4 separate regions of the Drosophila melanogaster genome follow, and regions 1, 2 and 4 are each linked to region 3. Evidence: chromatin contacts called from public Hi-C data. All regions are on one chromosome and are shown on one strand. The core of a region is the stretch at or near the end of the contact, and the rest is flanking DNA. Distances in the headings are between cores, read along the strand shown.

Region 1 (2,700 bases), core at 28-2,527, 200 kb before region 3:
TCAATGAGCTCCTTGTACTTGGGTTCATCAGAGGATGTCGAAATACTTTGGATGGCCTCGGAAACAGTATCGATATCAATCACTTCGTTGGCATTGGAAATGAAAAAGGGTAGCGAAAATGCTCCCATTATCAAGCCGTAAACGCCGTACTGTTGCAATTGCCGATTGAAGACGCTGCGCGGATATATGCCCTCGAGGGAAAGATTGCAGGACTTCAATTTCTGGTCCATCGTGTTGTAGTAAGCATCCATAAAGTCGGGGAAGTGCTCGTCCCGCAATCGTTTCTCCGTGCAGGCAAACAGGTAATGGACTATGTCCAGTACCGGCGGTGCATAGCGAGACATTTGAAAGTCGATCAGCTTGGCCTCCACAGGTTGATCAGAATTAGGCTGGGGAATAGCAATAGTAGCTTATTTAGATAATAACTTAGAACTAGAAGGATTAATTACCTCATGTCTATAGAGAATATTGTTATTCCAGAAGTCACCGTGACAGATAACAGCATGTGGCGCCTGCGCCTTTCCATCCACACAGTAAAGAGCCAAGGATTTCAGCTGGTTTTCACACAATTGCAGGACTTCCTGGACCGCGGCCACTTGGTCGCCATCGGATTCTTTCAGGATGATTCTCGCCTTGCGCAGCTGCGCCTTTCCAAACTCAATTGTGACCTCCTCAATGTCAGATGTAAATAGGTTGTCCTTCTCCACGAACTCCACCAACTGCTTGAACTGCAAGGGATCGGTCTGCTGCAGGATGAAGGAGCACGCATGCAGCTCCGCTAAAGCTTTCAGGGAGCAGACCACGATGTCGTAGGTAGGCATAATACAGCGTGAATTGGGCCGAAATCCACTCTCAGACAGGTCCTCGAATATCAAGAACTCATCGGGAGCTTTCAAGTCATTGGCCTGTAGGGCCGGCGCCACGGTGAAAGTGTTCCGATCTGGAGATAGCGCCCGGAAAACGGGAAACACCTTCTGGTACATGAAGACTTCACGAGCATAGTAGTCCACGACGTGCATATGGGATCTTCGGGCCTCGTTCCTAGGCGCCATTTTGACCACCACGGTGGCTGCGTCCACGATCGTGGGCCAACTCACCCGGAGAACCTGTCCGTAGGCATTCTCCCCAACTCCGGCCATTGGTTGCGAGACCATAGGTATACCATGGCGTTGATACAGCTCCAAAAGGACTCGGGTAACGGCGTATGAAAGCTCGTTATCGCTCATTTTGTTACCTGGCTTGAATCTTCGTCGTTGAATCTATATTTCCAAGTGAACTACTTCAACATTTGTTTCGGCTTTTATAGTTCGTCGGCCGAAAAGCTCCACACTAGTTGCGCTGCATTGAGGGTGGTGCTGATGATAGAAGCCACGTGACCGATTGAATGGTGAATGGTTAAGTGGGCATCCTTATTGCTTCTAAACTAACGAATAGATATTAGAGTTTGTTTTTAAATCGATGGTACTGGGTTTGTATTGCGTGGAATATTCGTAAAACCATCTTTACTAACATCATCGATATCATTGCTTATATGGATTTCTCGATATATAGAAAATATGCGATTTTTATAAACTCATCTTCTTTACAACAGCATAACACTTATTTAATTGAGATCACTATAGTCCATGATTTTTTATATATTCATATGTCTTATATATTTATATTTTTTTATATTTTATTTAAGACCATTTCCAACAATTCGTCAAATTACGTAGCCGATAAAGAGCAACGAACTTAGAAGGGAATTTTTTGTACTGTTTTCCCCAAACGTTTTTGGTAGTTTAATTCAAATCATAACTAAAATGTTTGCAGATTTTACTAGTTGCACCAGTAACTAAGATACATTCAAACTAAAGAGCTTCAATTATTTAGCTTTGAAACTAGGTTTTTCGGTTTCGCTGCAATACTAATATTTACCCCATGATTAATCTATTTGTTTTGTTTGTAAAGCAGCAACATTGCCCAAATCCAGAAGGGTTTGCACAAAATATTTAGGCCAATCGATAGGAACGATAGTGCACTTCTTATTGTGCTCTATTTTCAGCTCTAACGTCAGTAGCTTCGGTCGATGACCCGGCTCAAGGCCATTGCTAATGCGAACATACACTCGCGGCGGACTTACTCGTATATGCAAGCTACTATACAAGTAGTTAGAAAAGAATGCGATTCAGGAAAACAAAAATCAAACTTAACTTTTTGTCATACCATCATACCATACCAAACCAAACCATGCCCACCGCCGAAGCTTTTTGAGTATTACCCGCGAACCGTAAATATCGGCCATTGAACTTGACAATCGTGGTACATGCACGCCCCCAAGAAAGCTCGTGCACGGTATAGCACGATCGGATCTAACCCGTTCTAGCGGCACACATGTACGTATGTATGTATACGTTTACATATATTCACCCCCACCGATCGGCTCTAACCGAGTGCACTTCCGAGCTTTTCGCCCCTGAGACCCACCAATGCTAATTCGTAGAAGTTTGCAAACAGGAGCTTTTAACGGCTAAGGTTAAGCTTTCGTTTCATTGCCATTGAAAGCGAACTTGGGTGGAGGTCGTTGAACTGACACAATTTCGAAAGAAGTTGCCCAACTGCCCGAGACCCAAAACATTACCGTTTTCACTTTTCGATACCCACTAGTTTCGGGGTATAATGAAGTACGAACTGCCTAATAAAAAGTCGAAGGATTAAGCT
Region 2 (3,090 bases), core at 145-2,644, 160 kb before region 3:
AAACTGAGCAACACGATCAATGGGTTCTGATGGTAATTAGTTGATTTAGGTTACAATTGATACTTACTAGTAAGTGGCATTCCATTGCATCCCCTTAATTAGTTCCCAAATGCACAAAAACTTTTATCCGTGGCGTGGTCTTAACTATTTGTATTTGCCAATTTAAGGATGTTAAACGTGAATGAAAATTGTAAACAGTTAGTGTATAGTACAGCGACAATTGACCCTTACGAACGTATAGTTGATAATTGATTGCGGATAATAACTAATTTGCACTTAAATCGATCTATGTATAAAGACAAATGTGGATGGTGTTTATTCGGCGGCTGCGATTGGTATCCCCACTATTCAGTTTCTACTGCGTGTAGTCGGTGTCGCCCTTCGAATAGTGTATGCAAGCCAACACGGTGTCCAGCAGGTACAGTGCGCCCTCGATAACGCACAGCGAGCCCATGGCAATGCCCACTTGACGCTCCGAGTTCACATACAGGAATCCCTCGTCGGACATGTAACCCTTCCAGTAGTGGAGTGCCACTCCGCCCACGGCGATCCACATGATGCAGCCAACCACGTTCATGATGGTGTCGCACAGCTCTCTGAAAAACGGAAAGCCATTGAAAACAAACAGTTGTGAGTTGAGAGTGTGGAATTAAGGGCGGAAAATACAAGAAAAGGAATAAGATGCGGGTCAAAGTTCAGCTATAATCAATATCGGCATTCAACATACCCCTTATGTTTGGTTGTGCCGAAGGCAAAGGCAATGGTGTGGCATCCAGTGTAAATCAAGAATCCAACCATGACGCCTGAGGCTACGATTTCCGCATCGGCGCTCTTCTCCTCGTTTAAGTTCCACGTGCCGCCGATGCCCAGGAATTCGCCACCATCGCCCCAACGGTACAAGAAGATGATCACCAGATTGATGATCTGCGAAAAAGGAGCGCACAGGAGAGCAATTAAATGAGGTCACAATTGGGAATGGGAATGAATGAATCACTTCTTGGCCACGCCTCGCCTTGCCGTACAACTCGGCGTATGAGTAACATTGCTAATACGCCAGGACTGATAAAACGCGCGCTTATCTATCAGCCGAGTTATTGCGACCACAAACAGGCTATTGCTCAATAGGAAGGGACCAAAGAAGCCCAAAACTTACCAGCTTCAGGGCCTTGATGAAAATAGAGCCTACAGTCTCCACGGACACCATTTCGCACTAGATATGCTGATTGCTCTTATCGCTGAGCTGGAATTTGGGCAAATGCTTTAGTTCACAGAGGGGTTTCTCCCAGTCAAGGGGCACTCACAATCTTTTCTGTAATTTTCACGCGGAAACTACAGCGAAATGATTCGTTTTCGTATCGTTGTCGTTCGTCGACTAAACTGAAAAATATCACTGAAAGGCAACCAACCAACCTGTCGCGCCCAGTTCGTCGTGTCGCCAAGAATTTGTAGCTTTTGCAATCAGAGCATACACGGTCAGCGATAAGATAAGATAGGGCTCACGATAACAGGTGCCGTTCGAAATGGGTTACTAATTCGTTGACGGTTCAACATGTTCAGGCTCCGAAGCCCAATGAAACCCAGATGCGCATGCGCCAGCCCCACCCGCGTATCTTATCAAAACGGCCTTATCGCAGCTCTGTCGCCTTACATCGCGATATATCAGGTGCTCCGATTTGCCGCTTTCCACAGCATTGTTACACATTATTCATGGCGGCCACAAAGCCACAAAACGGGGAAACATACCCGCGGCTCTGAGAGACCGGAAACAATTATTCTTGCGTCATCGATGTATTTCTGAAATACTTTCGTGGTGACCCATTCCCATTCCCACTGATAAAGCTCCCGGTGGTGCATCCCTCGAACAGATTAAAAATTCACTGACCTTGTCACGATTCCGATGATCGATAGCCCAGTGGATTCCAGCTACTGATTAAAAAGTCTCAGACACACAAAAAGTCACTGGAACCTAATCTGCATTTCAATTATCACAACCCTAGCACAATAATCGTGGCTGTAGGTGGCCCATGTTCGAGATTTCGAATCAATTGGAAGAGCACAATGCAAAATGATAGGAGCAATTGGGGAGCAAAAAAGCAACTTGCGGTTGATGTGGGGTTCCTCGATTTACATATTGCCTATTTATCACAGTAAAATGGTGTATAAAAATACAACTCTTGGATGAATGGTGCGTTTTAAGAACACTGTGTAACATGAAAAGCAAACAATTTTCAGGTCACGAAGAAAAGAAAGAACTTAGTTAGAAATAGTTACAGTCCCTTGTTTCTAAATTCAATGTTTAAAAACTAATTGAAAATGGATGCATATGGTTTTTGGACAAATGAATAATTGCATAAGTTTGGAGGGCGTGGGAAATTAACTATACTGCACATTTGGCACCTCGTGCCCTGTGTTTTGTATTTAAGGCCGACATTAAAATGTGCTTGTATAAATCATAAGTTCAGAACATGGAACAAACATGAGATCACACCTCATCAAGGGTTTTTTTTATGACCCGCATTGAGTAGCAAGTATACACACTGATATTCATGAGTACTATATATAAACAAGTATTATTTACGCTGTGCCGAGGGTATTATTGGATTTCATTTCAGAAAATTTAATTTTAGCATACAACTAACTTTCCAACCTAAGCTTTTCAAAATAAATATGTTGTTTTAGCGGAAATTGTCTCTTTTGTATACAAGTTTTTAAAATGTGATTAAACGTGCTTGAATGCCTTAAGAATAGTATTTGCTTAGGGAAAACAAGTAATTGAATAAGATTTATTTAATTAAAGGTAATAAAATTAAATTTGAGCAAGGTACATGGATACTGATTTATTTACATAGATCTGCTTTCCATTTTAAATGCAAGTTGTCTGATGCCTGGATAAGCAAAGGAATATCTTCCCAAATCAAGGCCAAAGGTTGTCGAGTTCTTTGTTTTCGTTCCCCCATTGCGAATGCCGCTCAGCACCGCGGATTCTTCCCCACTTCTCAAATCCCCATGTGGAGTCCCAGAAAGCAAGCGACGTTAAATTTGGAATTTGTCTCCTCTGCATTTGGTTTGTTGCGATGAATCATCAAGCAT
Region 3 (2,840 bases), core at 182-2,681:
CGATTTCCAATAAAAATATAACAAATTAATAAAGTATAAATTTAAATCAACTTAATTCCCAATAAAAAGTATTTCATAATAAATAAAACAAGGATAACGCTAGGAACAGTAAGTAATAAACTAGTATTCCCTTATGAAAACCCATGAATTTAATGTCCGATTAAAATTGTAATATTTAGCGCCTAATCGATAACAAGTATGTATACAGCTGTTTTAAACTGTCTGGTAGCACTGATCTTATCGAATATGTACAATTCCATCCCTAGAAAAACTTGCATAAAAAATAAAGAACAATTGAACAATTGCATTTAGAATGGAGTATGTGCACTCTGTTTGGAGCTACCTAGCCTCGATCTGCAACTGCTGGCAATGCACCGAAGATCCAGGTGCGCAGGTAATCCGCACATTCCCCTTTCCCCGTCAACAGACCGAATACACAATGCGTTCCATCTGCAGCCCAACGAGCCGAACGAGCGGACACACCTTCTCGTGGACCCGGTGAACCATAGTCCTGCCCTTCGACGGAGCAACTCCGATGGCCTCAGCACCGACTACGCCCACTCCCTTCCCAAGAAGGACGATCAGAACGCCCTCTCCAGACTGGTGCAGAATACTGCGATGTACGTAGTTGATAGTGTATAGGGTCCACATTTGGCACTATCATATACAATTCCATTGATTGGAATGCTAGCATTTTACAGCGATTGCTATACTATACTATACTATAGTAGTATACCTACGTAGTTATAGCGATGGCAGGATCTAGTATGTAGTATGGTTATACCCAAGCATTTATCGGGATGTTCAATGCAACAAAGCAACACAGCCCTAATTATCGCTTATCTATATTATATTTGTATTCGCTTATACGCTACTTTGCTCTCCAGAAACATGATAAACGTTGGAGCCATGGACTGTCACAGCCTGGAGCACCAGGAGTACGCCGATAGAATAAGATTGTACTCGCAGCGGTTGCATCAACAGTGGAACAACGGCCAGCACGCCAGTATCGCACCAAAAGGTTTGCAATATAGCTAGATTGAAAGGGTGAATGATGACTAACAATTAAATGAACAACAGGTCTCCTTAAAGATGTACCAAGCCATCAGTTCTATCTGTCTAAGCCAACCTATCCAGATGACACTGCTCAAGTGAGTTTTACTTTTCGCAAATTGCTTGTTGCTTACCAATTTCGTATGTTTTTAGATGAAGCTCTTCACCGAGAAGGCACACATCAGTGTCTCGCACATACAGATCGACCACAAAGAGGCCGTGGTTGTTCCCTTCCGGATTCCCTGATTATCGTATCTTAAGTGAAATAAAGTGATAAATTTATATAAAATCAAAATCTATATTGGTACTAAGTAGCCCTTGAATAACCAGGTAATCGACTTATTTTCATTAAGTGTACAGAAGCAAATAAATACATACTATATTCTTAACACGGCAAGACATTTTTTTTATTTAGGAAGGCACACACACACACATATAGCTAAAATCCAAAATGTCGTTCGATCTTAACCATAAATTTTGGGTCTACACGCGCAAGGAAATTGGTAAATTAATCAAGAAGCAGAACCGCCTGAAGAAGATTGAGCCGCCAGAGGAAAAGGCAGTATCGTATAAAATTTACGCAGAGCTCTATGTTTTGTATGTGGAGCTGGTCAATAAGTTAAGTTTCATATACCACAATACTTTCCAAGTGCAAAAGCGGGCATTGGTACGTGTTTTGGTGGAGAATGCCACTCAGCAGCTAATGCAACTCAAGGAGGAGTTAAAAGACTTGGAAATGAGCGAATACATTTACATAGATAAGGCGCTGATCGCTAGGAAGCTAACACCACGGGACCTGGTCGTATGGAGGTCACCACAATTCCTTTACCGTCGCCCGTTGGACATTCAAAATATCATTGCCGACAACCGATTGTACATGAACGATGAGGAAAAGGAAGAAAAGGCAGCCCAGGATTGGGTTCCGATCAGTGAGGCGGTCAAGCTTATCCAAGCTCACGAGAGGGCGCGCCGAGCTCGGGTTTACAAGTCCAACATAAAGTACGACAAGAAAAAGTTCCTCAAGGTCCATCAAAGAAAGAAAATAAATTACAAATTCACCTTTAAGCCTGATCAGGCAATGAGTATTCCCGTGAAGAGAACCATTTTTTCAGCTGACTTCTTGAAGGCGGACGAGTCCTGCGAAAATCTTATCAAAAAGGATGATGTAGCGGATACCGCAATAGATGGCAAGTAGCTAGATCGTTTCAAAACAATTAATTTGGTTTTTAATTATTTTCTAGATGAGGAAGCCTTAAGTGCAATACAGAACAATGCTGCTTGTAAAATCCAAAGTTGTTGGCGTGGTTACAAGACGCGGAAAATAGTTAAGATTAGGAAGCGGTTCAAGGAGGAATTGTATGGTATGAAGAAAATTAGGAAACTGAAGCGACCCAATCAGACGGCAAATTCTATTATGGAAATGTACAAGAACGAGATGCTCAAGAAGAAGCTGGATGAGGACTTCATCAACTTGATCAACGATGAGCGCACCCGATTGCTGCAATTCCGAAGTCCATGGATGATGGAAGATATATCCGATCATATCCGGGCATGGTTCAAGGAATTGTGAGTTGTTTTTCATTGAGGCAAAAAAGGCAAAAACGTATAACTCGTACTTAACAGCTACGACGCGACTGGGAATTTTCATCCTTATCCCGATCCTGTAAAACAAGGAACGGTACTGGTTGTCATTGATGAAACAATGACGCCAATGGAATTTCAGGAAAGCCTTGGTAAAAAGCCGCTGTCAAAAGCCGAGTTGAAGAAACTTCGCGATAAGGAGAAGA
Region 4 (2,892 bases), core at 387-2,886, 180 kb after region 3:
ATTCAAATTGTTTAAGTCATTCAATTGGGTAATCGCAACTAACGATTAATGTAGTATCCATAAAACTACCGCGTAATGCAATGACACATAAAAGCAATAACCATTAAGCCCAAATGTTGCTATATGGAAATCAAATTACTGGCCGTAAAAAAGCTTAGAAAGCAAGCTGCGCGAAATAAACAATGAAACCAAAAACTATTAGTACCTTGGCTTTATTAAGCCAAAAAATGTAACTAAAAGTGAAAATGAATTTAAGTATTTCCCTAATAGAAACTATTTATTTAATACTTGTATTCATTTTGTTGATTGTGGTTCAGCTAAGGGAATTTGATTAATAAATTAAAAACAATGCCACAAAAAAAGGCCGCAAGCTGCAAGTTATCTCTGCGGTCATTCAACCTGCAAGTGAAGCCGGTGAAGCAAACCAAGTTTCAACTACTTTTGGCCAACTGCGACCACAAAGTAGCCCATTCGAGTTGATGTCTCCGACTTGACACCTTTACTGCAACTACCACTTTAGTTGGCTCGCAAGACTTTCTTCCTAATTTGAACCTGTTTTAGCCATAGCAACAACATTCGCTGTGGCAACCAGTTGTTATCAAGGAAATAGTTGCCTGTTGCATAAGTTATTCATTGTTTTACCTCATGTTGAGATGGTTTGTAATTGAAGAAGAGGACTTTTCTTCGGAACAAGTTAATGCCGGAATTCCAAACCTATCTCAAAAATTTATTTATATTTTTTCAAGTATTAAAAACGATTGTTTTTAATCAGACTGCTGGAAAAAATTAAATGCAAGTCTTGCGGTTTTATTTGCATGTGTACAAAATATTTCTGCCGAATCAACATTTCTCGACAAATACATTTTAAATATTTCTATACATTGTAGTATAATTAAAAAATGTATGGTGAAGTCAGTCTTATCAACTGCAAGCATGCAATAGATGCTTTTTGGAAGTCAAGTGCGAATTTTAATGTGGGGTAAACGTCATTTCCATGGCGTAAGATAAGATTAGGCCGGGAATTCTGGTGTTACGTGTCCGGCGACCCATATGGAGAGAATATTAACCGGGAGATGGAAACAATGCGTTTGGGAGAACATGGGAAAGAGATCTGGGGATCTGAAGATACATATGTATATTCAAACAACTCAGGCTGATCAAATAGATTGATAAATTCAAACATATTCCACAGCTGTAGGTGAATTTTTTCGGCCCACTTGTTCTAATAGAGTTAGAGAAATTGGGTTTGCTCAGCTTTTTTGGGCACAGGGCCACATATGTACATATCTAATACTCACCGTCTTTTGACGCTTTTTGCTGCTCTCCGGAACTTCACTCATTTCTCGAGGGGAACTGTGCTCGCCTATTATGACCCACCAAAGTAGCACGTCCTCCTGCCAAGCAATTCCAAACAAAACTGCGAAAAGTAGTACTTCGAGTCGGAATTCGGTGCAATCGATGAATGAAGTGCGCCACGGAAGTAACCGTTGGCTGGCTTACTGTTTTCCAAATAGGTGTAGCACTCGCAGCAGCTGGACTATTGCACTAAATAGCTTAAAGTCTAGTTATATCGCAAGCAAACGTTTAAATTTGGGATACGAGAACTGTATTATTACTAATTCACATGCACACAAACACCCACGCACACCAACGCAGCCATCGGCGCTCAGCTGATTAGAGGTGGCCCAAGTGTACGATGGTTAAACGATAGCCCACTACATTGCTAATGTAAAAACAAATTTATTAATTTAATTAATATTTTAACTAAACTATCGCATAGTTGTAAGAAAAATTCCAATTGCAAATTAAATTAAAGTCAATACTACTTTTTTATAACCGCTTTTTAGTAACCCATTGAAACATAACTTATGTTCCAATGGATGAAAAAATAGACAAAAAAAGTTGAAACTTTATTAAAATGTAGCTGCTAAATATTTAATATTTTTGTAATATCCCAAATCAAATTTGTATGAAAAACAAAGTTCGTTCTGAATGTACGTTTATTGCAAATTCATCTGATAAATAAAGGATTAGGACTAGGCTTACGATTAAGAAGTGTCTTCGATCTAGTACGGTGGTGGTTGATACTGCTGCTGGCCCATCATGTTCTGCCGCTGGAGCTGAGCCACCAGATTCGGCGTTTGTTGCTGGTTCATGCTCTGCTGCTGCGGCACCATTCCGCCTCCGGCGCCACCGCCAACGGCGCCACCCCCCTGCTGAGGCCCGGCTCCCATGCCGCCGCCTGCCCCACCACCCATACCCTGCAACTGCATCATTTGGTGCCTCAGCTGCTGTTGTTGCTGTTGCTGCTGCTGGAACTGCTGCTGGGTGTTGAGGACGCCGGGTTTGCCTCCTCCCGCCGACTGCTGACGGGCGTACGGAGGCACCTGGCCGACGACGCCACCCGGCCCCGGACCCATCATGGTGGACATGGTTACGTTGGGCGCCTGGTTCATGTACTGGTTCCGGTTGCCGGCCATCATTCCTCCGGGAACAACGCGCTGTTGCTGTTGTTGTTGTTGCTGCTGCTGGGCAACCGCTGCGGCGGCCATAAAGTCGGGATTGTTGCGATTCCCCTGCTGCATCTGCGGATTGAAGTTGCCCATCATGTTGGCCTGCTGCTGTTGCTGCTGATTGGGCGCCATGCCGACGCCCACTCCAACGCCTGCTCCACCGCCCTGTTGCTGCATGCCCTGCTGTTGCTGCTGCTGGTACTGATTCTGGAAGTTCTGGAACTGCACCTGCTGCTGCGGCTGTTGCTGCGGCTGCTGTTGTATCATGCCTTGCTGAGGCATGCCTCCCATGCCCATGTTGGGATTGTTGCCGGCACCGCCAACGCCGACGCCAACACCAACGCCCACACCGTTGCCTCCCTGAGCTCCACCGCTCTGC

Evidence for each region. Hi-C and Micro-C count contacts between places; a contact is called where the count stands out from the background.
Region 1: a contact with region 3 is called in a Hi-C map of the Kc167 cell line, with 1.8 times the contacts expected there. A contact is called at or near these places in 56 of 107 Hi-C or Micro-C datasets (the D17-c3 cell line, the Kc167 cell line, the ML-DmBG3-c2 cell line and 18 more) and 1 of 7 datasets of targeted methods (the Kc167 cell line).
Region 2: a contact with region 3 is called in a Hi-C map of the Kc167 cell line, with 2.8 times the contacts expected there. A contact is called at or near these places in 7 of 107 Hi-C or Micro-C datasets (the Clone 8 cell line, the Kc167 cell line, the S2 cell line and 1 more) and 1 of 7 datasets of targeted methods (the Kc167 cell line).
Region 4: a Hi-C map of the Kc167 cell line shows a contact between it and region 3, with 3 times the contacts expected there. A contact is called at or near these places in 10 of 107 Hi-C or Micro-C datasets (the Clone 8 cell line, the Kc167 cell line, the S2 cell line and 3 more).

What each region holds. Positions count from the first base shown.
Region 1 is chr3L:20,230,246-20,232,945 of dm6, reverse strand. CG13813 reads right to left here and starts at 1,277. Exons shown (of 2, transcript NM_140938.3): 1 at 450-1,277; 2 at 1-389. The coding sequence starts at 1,226. It overlaps Su(var)3-3 (Suppressor of variegation 3-3), which reads right to left. Exons shown (of 4, transcript NM_168835.2): 4 at 2,696-2,700.
Region 2 is chr3L:20,186,826-20,189,915 of dm6, reverse strand. Ssk (Snakeskin) reads right to left here and starts at 1,394. Exons shown (of 3, transcript NM_168831.3): 1 at 1,154-1,394; 2 at 728-924; 3 at 137-596. The coding sequence starts at 1,204. The coding sequence ends at 356. All of the region lies in intron 2 of CG42674, which reads left to right.
Region 3 is chr3L:20,026,426-20,029,265 of dm6, reverse strand. CG14183 reads left to right here and starts at 1,431. Exons shown (of 8, transcript NM_140915.4): 1 at 1,431-2,240; 2 at 2,295-2,619; 3 at 2,677-2,840. The coding sequence starts at 1,505. Lamtor1 (Late endosomal/lysosomal adaptor, MAPK and MTOR activator 1) reads left to right here and starts at 246. Exons shown (of 5, transcript NM_140916.3): 1 at 246-394; 2 at 457-620; 3 at 888-1,021; 4 at 1,081-1,151; 5 at 1,207-1,447. The coding sequence starts at 314. The coding sequence ends at 1,299.
Region 4 is chr3L:19,844,037-19,846,928 of dm6, reverse strand. It overlaps Papss (PAPS synthetase), which reads right to left and starts at 1,636. Exons shown (of 4, transcript NM_168823.3): 1 at 1,299-1,636. The coding sequence starts at 1,340. It overlaps kto (kohtalo), which reads right to left. Exons shown (of 8, transcript NM_080047.2): 8 at 1,985-2,892. The coding sequence ends at 2,067.